Linked DNA regions of Mus musculus: region 2 is linked to region 1. The links are chromatin contacts, called in public HiChIP or PLAC-seq maps. All regions are on one chromosome and are shown on one strand. Each heading gives the region's core, a stretch centred on a gene start, on an enhancer-like site or on the middle of the called end of the contact. The rest is flanking DNA. Distances are from core to core; before and after follow the strand shown. Region 1 has its middle 25 kb from the start of Gm35201. Region 2 has its middle 38 kb from the start of Gm35341.

The links. HiChIP or PLAC-seq counts read pairs in DNA pulled down with a chosen protein or histone mark.
Region 2: a contact with region 1 is called in a CTCF HiChIP or PLAC-seq map of the NIH/3T3 cell line, with 5 read pairs. The contact joins two enhancer-like sites. A contact is called at or near these places in 1 of 15 datasets of contacts at CTCF or cohesin (the NIH/3T3 cell line), 2 of 484 Hi-C or Micro-C datasets (embryonic fibroblasts and embryonic stem cells) and 1 of 9 other capture datasets (embryonic stem cells).

The regions. Positions count from the first base shown.
Region 1 is chr1:186,159,742-186,165,219 of GRCm38.p6, forward strand. No RefSeq gene overlaps it. Among named protein-coding and RNA genes, the nearest start is that of Gm35201, 25 kb to the left of the region's middle. Within about 2 kb of position 3,685, at least 25 of the 459 cell types and tissues checked have an H3K27ac peak or open chromatin away from gene starts, as enhancers often do. A contact at or near this core is called in the NIH/3T3 cell line, where this site is marked.
Region 2 is chr1:186,443,329-186,448,515 of GRCm38.p6, forward strand. No RefSeq gene overlaps it. Among named protein-coding and RNA genes, the nearest start is that of Gm35341, 38 kb to the left of the region's middle. Within about 2 kb of position 1,558, at least 53 of the 459 cell types and tissues checked have an H3K27ac peak or open chromatin away from gene starts, as enhancers often do. A contact at or near this core is called in the NIH/3T3 cell line, where this site is marked.

The DNA.
Region 1 (5,478 bases), core at 2,435-4,934:
AGTGTGTAATGATATCTAGATTGACACCAGCAAGCTATCAAGTCTGACTCACTGCACAGAGCCCAGAAATAGTTGTCTTGGGTTGGCTAGTTGTGTTAACAAGATCTCTGAGATGTCAAAGATGGCTCAGATCTCTGTCCAGCAGTGAAGGTTCAGAATGCATTATGGCATTTGTTAGAACTTGATAGGATGCTACAGTTGTATTCCAGTATACTCACCTTCAGACCAATGATAGAATTTTAGTAGTAAAAAGAGAAGAGAAACAAGAAATGGAGTCCCTGGCATAATGATGGAGATTTAACAAATAAAAGTTCCAGAGGTCACCAAGAAGGCTGAATTTTGGTGGCTACTGAAGGGAAATCCAGTGTAAGAAAAAAAATCTTCAATATTCCATGATCAAAGTTCCCTGGAACCAGCTTAGATCCAGATCAAGGTTAACAAAAATCAATGGATCCCAGCTAACAGCCTCCTATGCTTTCCCCTACCCAAACTCTGCTAGGCTAGTCACCACCTCAATCTGATAGTCTCCGTATAGTTCTGCCACCGAAACTAGTAATGTACAGTAGAATATGCCTAATATCCAAGATTGTCCAACAACCTCCAGATATGACAAGGTCAACCCATGCTCAGTTTTTATGCCAAAAAGACAAGTGTAAGGGAAGAGAGAAGACCTAGGTGATGATTCACTCAGGGCTGTGAATACTGCTCTCTGTCTTAGTCAGTAAGCTTGCCACTCTGGGCTGGGACCTGACTGCAAAGTCCTAGATAAACTGCTTCCCTCATGCTGCCGGACCCCCCAGTGCTCTCAGTGCATAGTGATGAGCCATTATTCAATATCTGGGATGTCATAAGTTACTAGTCTTAGGGTACCAAGACTTTCTTTAGGCCACACTCTTCTCATCAATCTCAAAGGGAGCTGACAGAATCCATTTCAGACTCTGGTAGGGTTAACTGACTCCTAAAATTACTGCTTTAGGGTCTAACTGCACTGAAAACGCCATGACCAAGAAGAATTTAATAGGTTATTTTGATTTATCGTTTCAGAAGAGTCTATAAAGGCAGAGAATGCCAGGCAGCAGATATGTAGAGTGGGAAGCAGGAGATCACATCTGTATCCACACCCATGAAAAAGAAAGGAAACTACAAGGGGGGATGAGATATTAAACTCTCAAACCCTTACCGCAGCGAGATACTTCCTGCAGCAAGGCTCTACCTCCTGAAGTCTCTACAGCTTCACAAACAGTGTCACCAATTGAGAACACCACACCCAAATATCTGAGCCTGTAGGAGATATTCTTTATTCACACCACCATGAGATCCATGGCTTTTGTAAGTCAGTGACACACAGTGGAATAGATTTACATAGAGAGAAACTAATGGTTCTTATCCCTGCCTTCTCTGCATTGCCGGAGACAGAGCTCAGTCAGTACATTTCTGAAGCCTCCTTGTTTTGGCATAGACATCCCCTTCCCTAGGTGGACCAGTAGGGAGTGAGATTCTGAGCGTCATTCCAGGAGAAAAGCCTAATTCTAAACTCATCCTCAATGAGCTGTCAATCACCTGCATCCCTTAAAGCAACTGCTCTGTTCTCCAGCAGGTTCAGTGGACTCTCTTATCACTGGGAAGAGGAGTGTACCTGATAACAGCTTTTACTGGACTTATCATGGTAGCAGTTAGTAGGAGCTGGAGAAAACAGAAATTGTGTAATATCCAGAGTTGGGTATGACAGGAAAAAGTTTTTGAGAGGAAAGTGGGTTCCAGCTGGTTTGGATTGGGATCATATTCATTCAGTCTTGTGGAAGCTACAGGATAATTTAGTTACCTGAATGTATGTTTCTTTTATTAATTTTAAATAAAATATTATCCCAGTGTGACTTAGACGATAAATACTGAAAACATTTTATCATAATAGATATATTCTAACTTTAGTATCTTTTAAAATTCACAGCCAATAGTTTAAATATTCAGAACAAGCAAAAATTTAATTTTTACTCAATCGTTTTATCTTGACAATCAGAAGATTGATCCTGAAAATATTTTATTATAGACATATTGGCATTGCTACATTTTAAAATTCACAGGCAGTATTTTAAATATTCAGAAGAGGCAATAATTAAATTTTAACTATATTATCTTATCCCAACCAGGTGTGGAAAGGCTTTTTGGATCATAATAATAGTAATAAACTTATCTGAGGGTCTCAACGACAGTTTACAGATCTCTTCCATTTAATTTAACATTAAGTGCTTATTTTATGTGAAAGATATTGTCTGAGGCCTCTGACCCAACATAAAACAAAATGAAATAACTAAATCCTACCGTAGATGATGATTCTTTACGGAGAAGAGTCTGCAGTCCTAGAGAGGAGGTACACCTGCTGAGTGCTGAGGTCAAGGCCCTGCTAGAGCTTGGGACCTATGGTGGTTTGAACAGGAAATGTGCCCCGCCCCGGATCATGGTTGGAACACTTGCTCTGTAGTGGGTGGCCTGTTTGGGGGCAGCTGTAGAACCTTTAGAAAATGGGGGCTTGCTGGAAGAAGTAGGCCTCTGAAGTGTGGATCTTCTGTGTGACATCCCTCCTTACTGTTGAGCTGATCTTTCTCCCTGCTTCGTGATTGCAGAGACAATGTGAGAACCTTACTGTCACTACCACAGGGCCTTTGTGCCTCTGCTGTCATGAATGACTGTGTCCCTCCAATGACTAGCCAGAACAACCGTCTTCCCTCCCAGACAGCATTGTCAACGTGTCAGACAGCGACAACACAGCTAATGTTGCAAGCAATGCACTTTTCACCTTTGGCCAAACACCGTATTGCAAATGCTGCATCTTGGCTTCTACCTCCAGAGGTTCTATTGTATGGCTCTGAGAAGTGTGGTTTCTGTACCATGGTCTTAAAGATACTCATTGCTCATTCCAATGTACGCCCAGGTCAAAGTCAAGGTTCATAGTTCCTAGACATGGTAACTAAGAGAAATCAGGGGGTAGATAAAGTAGGTATCACACCTTTCTAATCATTCATTCATGCATCCATCCATGCATCCACCCATGCATCCATCCATGCATCCACCCATACATCCATCCATGCATCCATGCATCTGTCCAACACATATTCTATTCACTTTACTGTTTAGTGGAGTAATGGAGCTAAGTCAAATAAAGGATAAAACTATAATGGAGCTTTCTCTCCTACGTCTTTTCATCACACAAATAATGCCACTGCTTTGATCTCATTTGATTTTCTCAATAGCACTGTATGGGATGACTGAAAACTAGAGGGGCCATTTTTTTTTCCAGGAAGCTGATCATTAGGTTGCTCTGAGTGTGAGGGAGTTCTGCTACCAAGACTTCACTCTGCAGATTCGGCTCTTTTCCAGTAGCTGTTCTTATTCTTGGGAGAAGTCAAGAAATGCAAAATTCCTTGGATTTGAGCCGAGAGAGAGAGAAAGAAAGAAAGAGAGAGAGAGAGAGAGAGAGAGAGAGAGAGAGAGAGAGAGAGAGAGAGAGATCTGGAAAAAGAATGATGTAAGGCTGTATACTCGGGTGGAGGTCAAAGGAAAATCTGGGGAGTCAGTGGCCAAAAAGCAAGCAAAAGGAGTTGACGGGCCTTGCTACCATGACTCCGCAATAACAGTGAGCACTTGGGAAAATCAGCAGGTCATGCTGAAAACAACACGTTCTGAGAAACGATGACAGCTCCACTGATTTGCAACTTGGATGGAGATTGCGAAAATGAACAAAGGAGGCTGCTGCAAGGGAATGATGCGCAGGGGGAAGCTTCTTAAGATGCACACGCAGGCCTGGCGCATCGCACCGAAGGGCGAGCTCTGCTTTAAGAGTAAACAAAGGAACCTGAGACCCAGCTGTCAGTTGTGTGCTCTTTGCACAGATCATTTAAACTTTGCGTTTATGAGTGGAAGGATATTGCTGCTCAATAGGGTGTAGATTAGCTTAGTTTTGTAAAGCTTGTTTGTGTCATAAAATAATCAGGCTCCTTAAAAAAAAAAAAAAGTCAGGGCTGCAGAGTCATGCTCCATCATTCATCCAGGCAGAACCCAACTTAAAATCAGAAACATATGTGGAGGGAGGAGCCATGACTGCACTTTTAGTTGTTCCCCCCCCTCGTGAGTTCCTATGGAAAGGAATGCAATGATAAAATTGATGCAAACATACACCCCAGGAATATATAATAATTTGTAGGATATAATTATTTTCTCTAAGTCTTTTATGTAACTACTATAACAAGGTGATAATGGAAGCTAGGAACTCTCTTCTTATCTGAGGAAGTTATTTAATGTGGGTTAAAGCCATGGCCGTGCTTCTCTAGCTCCTCCTGTATCATCCCTGTCCTCAAACCCAAGAAGGAGGTGAGCCATTACAACGTGGATCATGTCTGGAAGAAGCTTGCTTCCCATTTTATTTTCCTGAATTTAATATTTAATTTAATAACTTATATGTCTGTCTGTCTGTCTGCCTGTGCACTTCCTTCCACATGTGTATACTAAATGCCATGGTGCCCTCAGAGGGCAGAAGGGGGTGTTGGAAACCCTGTAGCTAGAGTTACAGGCATTTGTGAGTCATTGTGTGGGTGGGTGCTGAGACCAAACTCAAGTCCTCTACAGCAACTGCTGCACCATCTCTACAGCCCCACGTAAACTTTCTTAATGGATGCTTATCTGGAAAAGCTTTCAAATTCTACTTGTCCTGTGTCTATTTTCTTTGTGTCTATTTTCTTTGTGAAAGGTAGCAGAAGATTGTTACCTACTTGGGGTAAGAAATTCTTGTTCATATATTTTATTTGCAAATAGTTTCTCCTAGTGTATGACTTATGTTTTTACACACGAATACCCCTTGAGAAGTATAAATTCTAATTTTTGGTAAGTGTGTATATTATTTGTATTTTATAAATTAAGCTTTGGATACCAAAGTTGAGAAATGGCCTGTGGCTTTGTCCTCATGGGAGCGGGGCTGTTGAGGATTGGTGAGTTTGGGTTGCAAGGGATCGATGAAGAGTAGTTTGATTCACAGTGCAACACAGAGGTAGAGCAGCAAGAAAAGAACAACACTCTACACCATATAGATTCTCAGGAGAAGTGAAGATTCCATGTATACAACAGTATCACCTATGGCTGTCCATTAGAAGCTTCTAGGGTATTTTAGCCAACTACCAGTGCTTGGAATCTATCCTGAGATAAATTAAGCTTAATGTTTTAGAATGCATCACAGAGAGTAGAATTACTGACTTCTTTGGATAGTTCATGTACAGGACAAGAATTGAGTAGCCTCAAGTGGGAGCAAGGAAACAAGGGGAATGTTGTGTCCTTATGTCAGAAATTTTCAGCCCAGTTTCCAGTTTATTTGTGTGTGCATTTGAGCATCACAGCTCAACATGCATCTAGTGAGAACTTCTCTAAACTCATGGCTTCTTTGGGGTGGGGAATGGATAGAGGAACACCCTGTTCTTGGAGTATGCTGTGCAA
Region 2 (5,187 bases), core at 308-2,807, 280 kb after region 1:
TGTCATTGTCTTCGTGGTTGTTGAGGAGACAGGGTCTCTTACTAGCCTAAGGATCACTAGCCTGGGATGACTGGCTCAGTCCCAGAGATCCTCCTGCCTCTGAGTTCTCAGACCTAGGATCACAAGCTTAAATCACCACAACTGGCTTTAAAGGGGAGGCGGGTCCTGGGGATTCAAGTCAGGCCCTTGTGCTTGCAAAGCAAAACCGTACAGACCGAGCTATCTCCACTGCAGATGAGTGGATCTTTCTCTTGTGTCTTGTTAGAGGACTGGTAGTTTTTCCAAGAGTTCTACAAAGAAGTGGGCACTAAGAAGAAACCAGAGGGGTAGCAAGACAGCTCAGTGGACAAAAGTGCTTCCTGCTGAGATTGATGAGTTCTATCCCTGGGACCTACATGGTAAGAAAGAGCTGTCTCCAGGTGTTGTCCTCCAACTCTACACATATGCCATGGCCCATGTCTCTTCTGCTGAATAAATAAATAACTGTAATATTAAATTTAAGATAAAATGGTATACAAAAGTTTTTGATTGGTTTGTTTCATGTATATGAGTGATTGAATCAGTAGGAACTTAATAAACACTTATATGTGTGTGCTATTTTCCTATCATGTACACTATTAAAACATGTGTATAGCATGATGTCATAAATATGCCTTAGCTAAGCATGTAAATCAGCTATAGCAATCCACTGTGACTAGCCCAATGCAATGACAAGAACAGATGCTGGGAAGACCCAAGGCTAACGGAGGAGGAAGGCTATACAGTGTTGCCTCAGGCTGATGGGAATGTGGGAGCTGCAACAGAACTGCAAGTGAACTATGAAAGATACAGAGAGTAGATTAGACCAAGAGAGAGCAGGGGGGGACAGCATGAGAGGGCAGGAGACACTGCTGAGAATGCAACAAGAGTGACTGAGGAGAGTGTTCTCTGTTGAGATGGGGGAAGATGTGGGCGTACATGTAAAACCAATCAGAATTAAACACAAAAGACACAGCTTGTCAGAGAAACAAAGCTAAGAGACCATCTCAACCCTTTTCCTTGGATACGTTGCTGAATTCCAAAGGAAAACTAAGATGAGACAGGGCTGTGTGTGTGGTTCTATCATATTCAATTTAGAGATAAAGAAAACAACAAGTAAAAATGAAGAGGTTTTCAACTCTGTGAAACAGGGATTGCATTTAGTCCATATTACACAAACAGAAGCGACTTTCAGCTTCTGGTTCTGTACACGTGCTGTATCTGGAGATCAGACTACGGCCAGCTCATTTCTCCCTAGCCTAATAAAATCCGAGTTACCGATAGCACTTTATTTGGCAACATCAGCTTTAGAATAAAAGTACTCGACTTGAAAAGGTTGAACCCTAAAAGTCAAATGTTTCCAACATCTACTTCAAACACATGAGCCGGGGTTTTTAATTGCTGAAGACTTTTGGCTTCTTCATCCCTGAAGCGATTGCAAGAATGCTATTCATGTAGACCACAAGAGGCTTAAGAGCCATGCTCAATGCTGCATCCGCATTCTTGGATCTGCCTGATAACAAGAGAGGCTGTCCAGCTTCTCACTGGCTGCCTAGGTCTCAGGGCTTCTCCCACGGGTGTACAGGCAGCGAGGTGAGTCAGCACACACACACACACACACACACACACACACACACACACACACACACACCCTCCCCCAGAGCTTCTGGAAACATCTACTATTTGAGGAATGAGGAACTTGGGCACATGGGGCATGAGATCAGCTACTTTTAGGGACACAATGGTTATTGGGCTCAGTGAACTCCCAGGATGAGGACAGAGGGTTCCTATGTTGTCTTTGAAATGCTGGCCCCACAGGGATGATTGGAGACACATTTTCCCCATGGCCCTCCAAGGGAAAGAAGACTCACTTGTTTTCCACAGCGCCAGATAGTTTTAGAATGCTGTCCTTCCCAAACAGCTCCCTTCTTTCCAGAAGCCAAATGTGTCCTAAGGTACCAGGTTTCACGTGAGCTTCAGATTATAAAAGCCCCTCTTTAAGAGAGACGTCTGCTCTGCCCTGTTGCTCAGATACTGTGATGGAAATAATCTTGTAGTTAATTGATTGTGTTTAAAGATTTTCAGATTTTCTAAATCATGTCTTTGGGTACAGACCGTGTGTCCTAGGTTTCACACCTTTTCATGCACATGTGAATATCAAGGGGTTCGTCACATCATGAGATGTTCTTGTTAGGAATGAAGGATAATGAAGGAAAGAGAAGGGAAAAAGGGAAGGGCATGATCTGTGGCTGGGATCGGATGTGTGTTTGCATGTGCATGTGTGTGTTCGAGTGCGTGTGGGAGCCAGAGGACAACCTCCAGTGTGCATGTCTTTGCTTGCTATTAACTTCTATTTATTTATTTATCTATCTATCTATCTATCTATCTATCTATCTATCTATCTGTTGTTATTTGAAACAGGTCTTTCACTGACCTAGAACTACACAAGTAGGCCAGGCTTGCTGTTTAGTGAGCCCCAGGAATCTGCCTGTCCCGTCATCCCCCCAGGGCTGAGATTACAAATTCAGGTCAGTCTTGTCCTGCTTGGTGGTTTGCACTGAGAACCAAGTGTGCGATACATGTGCCTATGGAGGCCATTTCTCATTCAATCAACCGCACCCGGAGGATCCCGAGGCACCCCAGACAAACGACTGCCACTGCTCCCGATTTACCACCGTAACTGGATGATAAGGCCCTCTTGCTGAAAAGACAACCAACACTTTGACTACAGAAAAACAGAGAAATCCTCTGGAACCCAGCGTAAGCTCTCTCCCTGCTAGCCAGCTTTCAGAGTGCTGGAAATCACTACCTGGTGGGAAAGAGACATCAATGTTTGCATCCAGCACTGGACGCTGCACGCTACAACCCTTACCTGCTGCTGAGCTAGGCCTGCTGCTGACACAATAGTGGTGGAACTGTTTATGGGAGTAAACAATCACTCTCTTGATCAGATTAGAGACCTGCTCAACAGGAGGGAGTTCATGCCTGAAACTGTGAACATGGTCTATGGGTTTGTGCTGCTCCCATCCTTGGTCAGAGAAACTTTTAATGGCAGTGAGTAGTTGCTAATGCAAATAATTGTTGCTGTTAGAAGTGCTGAGAATAAAAGACTGTGGGCACTCAGCCTGAGAGCAGCATCACTCTACAGGTTCAGGGACCATCCCAGAGGAAAGGATATAAAGAAAGTAAATGTGAGAGGATTGCAGAGGGGAGCTGTGAAAGTCTGTTCTCTGAACACACCATGGCTGGTATACACATGAGCCCAAGCATCTGTGGTTACATGCACAGAATATAGAGAGAAAGAACTGAAGGGGCTGAAGGGTTTGCAGCCCCATAGGAAGAACAACAATATGAACCAACCAGTACCCCCAGAGCTCCCTGGGACTGAACCACCAACCAGGGTACACGTGGAGGGACCCATGACTCCAGCCACATATATAGCAGAGGATGGCCTTGTCCAGCATCAATGGGAGGAGAGGCCCTTGGTCCTGTGAAGGCTTGATAGATGCCCCAGGGCGGGGAGGTGGGGGTGGGAGGGTTGGTGAGCAGGGGGAGGAGGAATGGGTGTTTTTCAGAGGGGAAACCAGTAAAAGGGATAACATTTGAAATGTAAATAAAGAAAATATCTAATAAAAATTTCAAAAAAATAAAGACCATCAAATGAGTATAGCACAGGGAGAGAGGGGGCTCGGAGGCCCCGTCTGAGGAGCTGTTAATGACTGATGGCTAGGAGAGTCACTTTTTATTGAAAGTATGGCCTCTGGTAAGTTGCCCCTGTGGATGGCCCCATATCCATCTGCAAGTCTTCTCACCAACTGAAGTCAATAGCCAAATAATCAAATAAAGGAGGACATAAAGTCAGGACAGAGATGTGATAAGAGGCTTCTGGGAGTGTAGAAGCAGGATGTGGGGTGTAGGTTTGATCAAGACACATTTATACACGTATGAGATTTTCAAAGAGCAAATAAAAAAAAATGTCCTGGAGAAAAAGAAACTAATACTTCCCAGTGAAACCAGTTTCAAGCATTTCCTTAGTTTTTAGTCTTCTGGTTTTATGAGCTTTAAGCTTTTCTCAGCCAATTGTTCTTCTTGGTGTGATTCTGTGTTTACTGATATGTTTGAATGACGCTTAAGGTGTGTAACTGCCCAAGTCATTTTGGGCTTCTCTAATGAGATAGCAAGAAACAGATGGTTGTAAGCAGAAGAAATGTCTTCCCCAGAGTTGAGGAGGGTTGGAAGTCTAAGATCAGGGTGCTGGTACATTCCTCTCTGTGGAGGGGCTGCCTCCAGTTCACTGGTGGCCATCATCTCTGTCCTCACAGAGAGATTCCTGAGTTTTCTTCTACATGGCTCTGAGCCCACTGGTGAGGGCTTGTCTCTTGTCACCTCCCTCATGTCACCTGGTCAATGTCCAAGTCCTCCCTCCAAGTACCATGCCACTAGGATCAGCTAGAGGGAGGTTCGGCATTCAGTCCTTAGCTAGCAGTGACTATGTTTATTACCCAACTGTCCTCCCTGCAAACACACAGAAGCAGGAAGATCAAGCTTTGAGTCAAACCTGTACAAACAAATGCTTTGCCCAGAGCCAAGGTGTTAGCAAAGAAAGGAAAGAACTGGCAGAATTCTAGCAGCACAGAAATGGTCGGAAGTCAGTAGTGATCACTTGTCCTGCTCTGTCTGGTGGGGATGGCAGGGAGCCGTGGCTTTCTTTAAATGGATTTGGCTGGATTGCATCAAGAGATCAAAGCCATGAAGAAAAGCAAGGGAGGAAAGAAAGGGGGAGAAGCAAAGGAAGGGAAGGGAAGGAAGGGGAGGGGAGGAGAAGGGAAAAGAGGGAAAGAGAACAGAAGAGAGGGGAGGGGAGGAGAGAAAAGGAAAGGTGGGAGAGAAGAAGGGAGGGGAGGGGAGGGGAGGAAAGGAGGGGACAGGGGAGGGGACAGGGGAGGGGACAGGGGAGGGGAGGGGACAGGGAAGGAGAGGAGAGCAGAGGAGAGGAGAGGAGAGGAGAGGGGAGGGGAGGGGAGGGGAGGGGAGAGGAGGGGAGGGGAGAGGAGAGGAGGGGAGGGGAGGGGAGGGGAGGGGAGGGGAGGGGAGAGGAGAGGAGAGGAGAGGAGAGGAGAGGAGAGGAGAGGAGAGGAGGGGAGGGGAGAGGAGAGGAGAGGAGAGGGG